Regions from separate parts of the Sus scrofa genome. Here region 2 is linked to region 1. A link is a contact called in public HiChIP or PLAC-seq data. All regions are on one chromosome and are shown on one strand. The core of a region is the stretch at or near the end of the contact, and the rest is flanking DNA. Distances in the headings are between cores, read along the strand shown. Region 1 holds the start of LOC106504121 (histone H3.1). Region 2 holds the start of HMGN4 (high mobility group nucleosome-binding domain-containing protein 4).

Evidence for each region. HiChIP or PLAC-seq counts read pairs in DNA pulled down with a chosen protein or histone mark.
Region 2: an H3K27ac HiChIP or PLAC-seq map of alveolar macrophages shows a contact between it and region 1. The contact joins the promoter of HMGN4 here to the promoter of LOC106504121 in region 1. A contact is called at or near these places in 2 of 5 promoter capture datasets (fetal liver and liver), 7 of 47 Hi-C or Micro-C datasets (blood, embryonic fibroblasts, heart right ventricle and 3 more) and 2 of 2 datasets of contacts at active chromatin or transcription factors (alveolar macrophages and skeletal muscle).

Annotation. Positions count from the first base shown.
Region 1 is chr7:20,870,114-20,874,447 of Sscrofa11.1, forward strand. LOC106504121 (histone H3.1) reads left to right here and starts at 2,422. Exons shown (of 1, transcript XM_013988945.2): 1 at 2,422-4,334. The coding sequence starts at 3,478. The coding sequence ends at 3,888.
Region 2 is chr7:20,996,895-21,001,228 of Sscrofa11.1, forward strand. It overlaps HMGN4 (high mobility group nucleosome-binding domain-containing protein 4), which reads left to right and starts at 2,019. Exons shown (of 2, transcript XM_001928253.7): 1 at 2,019-2,203. TRNAR-ACG (a tRNA gene) reads left to right here and starts at 1,098; the gene lies at 1,098-1,170. It overlaps TRNAV-CAC (a tRNA gene), which reads left to right and starts at 1,738; the gene lies at 1,738-1,810.

The sequences.
Region 1 (4,334 bases), core at 1,172-3,671:
CCCTTACACAGGACCTGTTAAAGTGAATTCAGGGGAGTTCCCATTGTGGCTCAACGGAAACGAATTCCACTAGTATCCATGAGGATGCAGGTTCGATTCCCGTCTTCGATGAGTGGGTTAAGGATCCAGTGTTGACGTGAGCTATGGTGTAGGTCACAGAAAAGTCTCAGACCCCGAGTTGCTGTGGCTGTGGTGTAGGTCAGCAGCTGTCACTCTGATTTGACCCTTAGCCTGGGAACTTCCATATGCCTAGAGAGCGGCCCTAAAAAAAGTAACAACAACAAAAAAAATCTTTAGTGTGAACATTCATTTTCACAACTATGTGACCCTAAACTCATATGCCCAATCATGAACAAGTACATACATTTGTAGTAGCTTCCTGGCTCCCAAATACCAAGTCCCTAAGCCATGACAGCAATTGATCACTCATTTTGCCTTCAGCAGTACAAAAACTATCAAAACAGTAACATAGAAAAACTATGCATTTCCTTCCATATCCTCTGTAGTCCCTGCACCTCTGCATGTTCTTATAACTGTTTTTTGTTTGTTTGTTTTCTTTTTTCTGACTAAATGACCTAACATTGACTGAAGGTAGGGAATACAAAAAAGAATTATAAAAGAACAATGATTTAAAATGAGGATGTTCTGAGGTCCCACTGTGGCTCAGCAGGTTAAGAATCAGGCTTTGCCTCTGCAGGGGCTCCAGTCACTGCTGAGGGATGGGTCTGATCCCCTGCCCCCAAACAGTGGGTTATGATCCAGAGTTGCTTATGCTGTGGCGTAAATCGAAGCTATGGCTTGGATTAAATCCCTGGCCCAATAAAGTCCACATGCTACAAGTCCAGCAAAAAAAAAAAAAAAAAAAAAAAAAAATTTTTTTGATTAAATAAAATGAAGGTTTCAGACTCTGCTTCAGACCCATGTAGGGGTAATCATATCAGTTATATCCTGAAGGCAGTACAAGTGGAAAAAAAATTCCTTTTAATGAAAAGTTGGAAAATCACCTTTGAAACACTCTACCCCAGTACCCTACTAGTTGAAATTAAACTCTGGAGTTCCAACAAATACCCCAGGCCTAATCCAGTACATACTGGATTATAACTGTGTCCTTTGTAAAATATGGACAGCTATTTTACATGAGTTAATACTGGTGAAGCACATATAATTATATTGTCATATTATGGGCATTGTATTTAAAGCAAGGAACCCAAGTTCATAGATACCCACTATAAAATCTTTAATGTTAAGCTATTATTGGACAATTATAACAAATTATGAGTTACCAGTGTGGCTCAGCAGGTTAAGAATCCAAGTAGTATCCATGAGATGCTGGTTCGATCCCTGGTCTCACTTAGTGGCTTAAGGATCCCATGGTGCGGCAAGCTGCTGCAGAGGCCGCAGATGCAGCTCTGATCTAGCTTTGCTGTGGTTGTAGTATAGGCCAGCAGTTACAGATCCAATTCCACCCGTTTGGGAACTTCCATATGCTGCACATTTGGCCATAAAAAGAAAAAAAAAAAAAAAACAGAATACTAGAAGTTTCTAATAGTTCCTACCATATAAAATTATTTCAAATTCTTTGCTGCTCTAAAGAACAGAAATTCAAAAAACCTCTCATACTTCGATACCATGTTCTGCACTTTAAAGAATGACAGAATGTAAAAATAAAATACATGCATTTTTAAAATGCTGGAAAATCTGGATATTTAGTTCTCAATAAACAAAATGAGTGGTTTTTAAAAGAGCATCTGAGGAGCTTTGGTACTTGGTCACAGCTTTGGGGCCCTGGGACACAGCCACCTGGGCGAACTCCCAAGGCAGCAGCAGGGATGTAACCTGGATCTCCCTGAACTTGACGGCCAAGCGCTTTTGTAATGCACCAGGTGCAAAGCCTTGCCCTCACATGCTCAAAGATGTTTGACCAACGAATTCATGACGCCCACGGCCTTAGTCCAGATGCCTGGGTCAGGGTGGACCTGCTTCAGTACTTTATAAACATAGACAGAATAGCTCTCCTTATGACCCTATTTGTATTTCTTACCATCTCTATTCTGAGCCTTTGGGGGCCCTTTGGGAAACCAGGTTCACTCAAGCAAAAAGAAATTGATAAACAAAGAAAATGAGGACAATAGGTACAGCGCAAGTATTTACAGTACATAAATCCAAATGCAGAATCACAAATCTAAATTTTCATTGGGGGCCCAAGTAGACCAATAGCAACTAGTATGTAAATTAGGATTTAAAATGGCTTTTTTTAATTGGATAAAAAGCCGAACACGTGCGGGGACTCCAATACATTGCTTTACAATGCTGTTTCATTGCTATAATTTAATTCATTTTAAAAAAATCTATAAAGCCCTTAAGAAAAATGGAAATCTTTGCGTTTAGTACGAAAACTCAGGATATCCTATTATCTACCCCAGTCCAGTCCTGACCACAATGCTGTCAGGTTTCTTCTGACTTGCGCAGGACACCTCGGGTCTCGGCGAGAATCGCGAGATGCCGGCCCACTGCAGTGTTGGAAAAATTCGGTCGCCGCCATCTTTTTCAAGGTTCCGCATTGCAAATATTTTCATAACAGATGTCACCATTGGAGCCGGACTGACATTTAAAATTCATTAAAGCCAAACAGCCAAATTCCTAGGTTTTGATTTTTGATTTGTTCTTTATTTTTTAAATTAGTTTCCTTTTTTTTAATTTTCGAGCGCCGAGGCTCACACACACACCCACCCACACACACACAACCCTTGCTTGGCGCCTGCTAGTGAGCGCATCCCCGGATTCCGGTCTCACGGAAAGGCCCGCGGCCACTCCGCGAGGCAGAATGCGCCCAGGGCCTCTGGGAGGCACTCAGATTAAGTCAGCGCGTCCTTCATCCGCCACAGATATCCAGTTTTGAATTAAAACCGACATTAGAGATGCAAGGATTCCAGGATATTGAAATTTTGCTGCGTGTGCCCATGATGAAATACACAATTTTTTCCATCTTAACCGTATACCCCGGAAGACCGCTACAGTGAACTGGGTGTTTACTGTAAATGTAGAAATAGTACTCATAAAATGCTTAGATGACGGATTTTTAAACAGGGGATAAGGACTAGGACTATGATCCGGATGAAAACGGGTTAACTATGCATAAAATGGCGGTTGTTTAAAGTGTAAAGAACTTTCGCTTCCAAACGCCATTTTATGTATCCAAACAGGAGAAAGTCCAAGAATAATATGACTAATGTGTTTATACACCATCCTTGAATGTGTGAAGAATTGTCAGTAAAACTCGAAAACAGATTTTTTGTTTTTTTAAAGGGGGCTGGGCTGCTAATGGAAATTAGCCAATCGGAAATCTATCGGGGCACTTCCGGAATTTAGCAGCCGATGACTAACAGGGAATGCCCACAATCCAATCAGAGTGATTCCGTCCTGTATAAATATAGGAGCAAAATTTCCGGACAAATCTCTTTATTTAGCTGAGAAGTCATGGCTCGTACCAAGCAGACCGCTCGCAAGTCCACCGGCGGCAAGGCGCCGCGCAAGCAGCTGGCCACCAAGGCGGCCCGCAAGAGCGCGCCCGCCACCGGCGGCGTGAAGAAGCCGCACCGCTACCGGCCCGGCACGGTGGCCCTGCGCGAGATCCGGCGCTACCAGAAGTCCACGGAGCTGCTGATCCGCAAGCTGCCGTTCCAGCGGCTGGTGCGCGAGATCGCGCAGGACTTCAAGACGGACCTGCGCTTCCAGAGCTCGGCCGTGATGGCGCTGCAGGAGGCGTGCGAGGCCTACCTGGTGGGGCTCTTCGAGGACACCAACCTGTGCGCCATCCACGCCAAGCGCGTCACCATCATGCCCAAGGACATCCAGCTGGCTCGCCGCATCCGCGGGGAGAGGGCGTAAATTGTTTTCTCTTTCCGACTTTAAACCCAAAGGCTCTTTTCAGAGCCAATTACCTGGTCTATGAAAGACGTTGTAATGCTTTAGAGTCATCGATAGAGGGCGAACTTGGCCCTCTTCTGGGAAACCTTTCTGGAGCTTTTCGTGGAGTTAACCTCCATTAAAAAAAAAAGAAAACTGTTCATTTGAAGTCTTAAGTTGTAGGAACTAGGTCCACGGTTTTACCTTGAACACCAGTTTGTCCTATTTTACGCAGTTCCGGTACATTTGGGTGTAGCTAAACTTTTGGTCTACACTACGGTGCCCTTGCTCAGCAGAACTGAGGCCAAGCTCGCTAGAAAGGGCCAGAACCTGTTGAGGCTGTACAGGGAATATATTACCACCCCTAAAACGGAGCCAAGGTTTAGGTTATTAGCTGGAGCACTCAAAGGGGAGACTCCTGGCCGTGA
Region 2 (4,334 bases), core at 769-3,268, 130 kb after region 1:
CCTTTGATAAGCTATCTTGGTGAAGTTCTCATCTAAAGATTAGAACAAATACTAGTTGGAGCTGGGGCAGTAAGTAGGCATTTACTGATTAGGCTCTAAGATTAAGAGGGAAGGTCAGTTCCGTGGTCTAGTGATTAGGATTCTGTGCTTTCAAGGCTGCAGCCTAGATTCAGTCCCGGGAACTGGGATCCGTGTCATGACGAATTTGCTTAAGTAAATTTGGGGAATAAAGTTTTTTCAACCATGCAAGAAGATACAAGAGAGATATATTGCCACCGTACAGTGGCTTCCAATTTCCTACAGAGTAACAGCCAAAGTTTTTACAAGGGCGTACAAGGCCAAGGATCATTTCCTCGAGGTCTCCTAGCGCTCTGCGCTCAGCACTGGCCTCCGCCACATTGCTGAAATCCCCAAGCGCGCTCCCACCTCCAGGCCTTTGCCCTGGAGATTCCCCCTGTTCCAGGTCGCTCTTTCCCCAATACCCACATTTATCTTTCATCACCTTCCCTGCTGGGTTTTCCTATTCCTTTTCCCGTTTGTTTTATTCTTCCCTCTAAGTGCTTATCACTATTATTTTATTTATTTAGTGCTTTATTACCGTCTTCGCTACTTCCATACAGTCTTCTTCAGGGCAAGGATGACATCTATTTTCTTTCTTTTGTGAAAAAAAAATTTTATTTTATTTATATTACTCAATGAATTTATTACATTTGTAGTTGTATAATGCATTTCCATCCCAAACCTCCAGCATCCCCCTACCCAAATCTATTTTCTTGACAGTTGTATTTCCGGTACCTTGAATGGTAATATCGGTTGAATGAATGAATTATTGAATGGGGGTGATACTGAGGCCGAGAGAGTGCCAGGCTTGCCTCCTACCGCCATTTTTCGGTTGGTTCAGACACACTGAGACAGGACTACAGACACTGGGGGACGCGCGTGCAAGCAAAGTGGCTGCCTGGGAGTCCACGCGCTGCAAGTCTGAACTAGCTAGGACAACGCAACTTGCAGGCCCAGGCGCAGACCGCACCGCGTGAAGCAGCGCCGCCGCCTTGTTTCTGATGAAGGCATGCCCGCCTGAAAAGTGTACACACGCCGGGCCAGTGGCGCAATGGATAACGCGTCTGACTACGGATCAGAAGATTCCAGGTTCGACTCCTGGCTGGCTCGATGTGCGTGGTTACTTTTTACTTACCTCCTCTGCCTACCGCTGAGACGTTCGATCAAGTTAGGAAATCCTTATAAAGTGAGGTGTGCCTGGAAGTCTCGGGAGCGAGAAAGCGCCAGTTTTAACCGCAACGGGAGACGTCACTCCTTAGCAGAGCAATTCCGCGTACGGCCATGAGGTGGCGCCAGCGGGAGAAATGCGCGCGGGCCGGGTGTCACGCCCAGCTTCGCCAGTCCATTCTAACTAAAGGTAACATAGTAAACAAAGGGAAAGAAATTAAAATCTAGTTCAGACTGAGAAATGGTAGTGAAGGGGTTAAAGTCGCATTCGTTCTCCCCTATCCAGCCATTTCCGGAATAAATTATTAAGAACTCGGCTCCAGATCTATGCGCCCTACGGGCTTGGCTTTCGCATTTAATTGGCTTCTCTGATTTAGGAGAATGGTACACAGACGCCAAGTGCACGTTAACGACGGAGATTTACAGGAACGGAGCAAATGGGCAGCGGAGGCATGGGGGTGGGGAGTTCCGTAGAATGAACTACCAGTCGGGGAAAACCATCACCGCAAGGTTTCCGTAGTGTAGTGGTTATCACGTTCGCCTCACACGCGAAAGGTCCCCGGTTCGAAACCGGGCGGAAACAAACGTTTTTCTACCACCATACATTTCCTTTAAACCATTTATTTGAAAAAATCATAAATACGTTTCCCTCCTTTTCTTATCTCACTTGTCCCGGCCTGTGGTGCTGTGGCGACACTATTCAAAGTAGGTCCGGAGTCTGCGGCCCCCGGAGGCGGACACTAGTATCACGAGGGGAGAACCGGGCTGTCCCCGACTGCGACGCGAGGTGGCCCGACGCCCGCAGCCCCGGAAGCGCATCCCCGCCTTGCCTTGCCTTCCTGTTCCCGGCTGTGCCGGGCTCCGGGCGTCTCTCCACGATCGCAGGGTTCACGCCGGCCCTGCCCCAGCCGAGGGCACCTGCGCAGCAGGCCGGCAGTCGGGAGCCCCGCGCCGCTCGGACGGCCGCGAGACTCGGGTAAGCACCTCGGAAGGAGGCCTTTGCGAGCGTCTCCGGAAAATGGGGGGAGTGCGGCCGCCCTGCCTAGATTCGGGACCCTCCTGCAATCCGGCCCTCGTAGTGATGAGGTCACCTAGGGTCCCCCCCACCTCCGCCTTGCCTCCCATTCTCAAGAATAGCGGAATTCGGGAGGGGAGGGTCATTACAGGCCCTGCTGGAGTGAGAAGTCTCCAGGGAAGCTCTAGGGCAGAAAAAGGAGAAGCAAGAAGAGGATTTGAAAGCATAGGGCCCGCAGGGCTGTGGCCCTGAATAGGTCTGCCACTGGCCTGGGCTCTTTCTCCCCTCTCCTCTCCATCTTAGGCGGCCTCACCTCTGAGAATCCCCTCCTCAGTGGCCACCGAAGGGCTGAGCTTTCCACCACTTGGGCCTTCTGCTCTCCCTGTCAAAAAGAAAAAAGCATCCCAAAGTTAAGAAATAGACCAACTGTTGCATATTGCCTTGAGTCTTGAGAAAAGTCCCTGGCAATACCTGTTTTAAATCAGGACTTGGGCCCTGGTGTTTGGCCTCGTACCTCTGTTTCTGACATGGCCTGCTTCAGTGTTAATGGAAGAAAAACATTATACAATTTGTATAAAATTATATGTATGTAACACCATACAGCTTCAACATAGCCTCTAGATTTTCTTCTTAGGTGTATTATTATTACTGTTGTTGTTACTGTTTCTAAGGGTAACCAAGCCTAGTCTCTCAGATGGCAATGTTCCAGATTCCCTCAAATGACTGATATGAATGTGATGTTTTTATAACCATAAGACAAGTAAGAGCAATACTTACGTAATGAACTGTTTTCCTGGTTTTTTTTTTCTTTCTTTCTTTCTTTTTTAAACAGGCAACTTGTATAAGCATCCCTTCCCCAGCCCTGTCACTCCCTCATTTTCATACTTTCTCTGAAAGACACATGCTTTTGTCATCTTGTTGTTTCCCTTCTTAACAAGGCAATAAGTTGGACAGGTGCTCGATGCAAATTTGTCTAAGACATTTCCATTTAAAAACCCCTCTATACCACTCAGAAATACATGTGAGTTCATATGGTGCCTTCCAGGAGCAAGGGTCTCAGGGTCCTGGAGGTGTTGGGTTTTGTCCTCTCCATCTTTCTCTGAGGCCAAACCACAGGAATACTTTTTTTTTTTTTCCCCTTACCCAAGGCTGTTTATTTCTGTGCAAAACCATGTTTCTCTTTTGTACAAAGAGCACCCCACCGTTACCTCTCCCTCTCTGCACATGTCAGTGCCCTAGGCCTGAGAGGCATTCCCCCAGGAGGGGGCTGAAGTAAGGCCCCACCCATCAGCCCTTACTCTCCCTGCTCCCGCTCAGGAGACAAGCAGACTCAAGATGAAAGAGAAAAAAACCATGGGAAAAAGATTTTGAGAGTTCCCGCTGTGGCACAGTGGGTAAGGACCACAGCCGTGGTGTAGGTCACAGTTGTGACTGGAATTCAGTCCCTGGCCAGGTAACTTCCATATGCTGCAGGTGCAGCCATTAAAAAAATAAAAAATAAAAATAAAAAAGTCCCACCGTGTTTGTGAATGCCAGCTATAAGCCTGGGTCCTAATTATTCAAATTCAAAATCACTTTCTGTGTTTATTTGTTCCACATCTGCTGGGCCCTTGATATTGTCAGGCAACTTAGTTGTCTCCAATCTGATGGATGTGAAATGTTATATCTTGTGGGTTTTGTATTCATGTCCCATATTACCAATGAAGTTTACTCTTTTTTTTGCTTTTTCACCATTCATGCTTTTTCTAAGAAGTAGTTATTAACCCCTTTGGCCCATTGTTTTTAAATTTTCATTTTGTCCTTTACTCACAGATCTGTAAGAATTCTTTCAGTATTATGGATGCTAATCCTGTCAGTTATATATACTATGAATGCCTTTCTCCAGCTTGTAACATTTTTTTTTTTACTTTTTTATGCATCTTTTTGTCATATACAAATTACTAATTTTAATATAGTCAAACTTGAAATTTTTTTACATTATTTTATTTATTTTATTTTTAGGGCCACACCCCTGCGGAATATGGAAGGTCCCTGGCCGGCCTATGCCACAGCCACAGCAACACCAGATCTGAGCGGCATATGGAAGTTACAC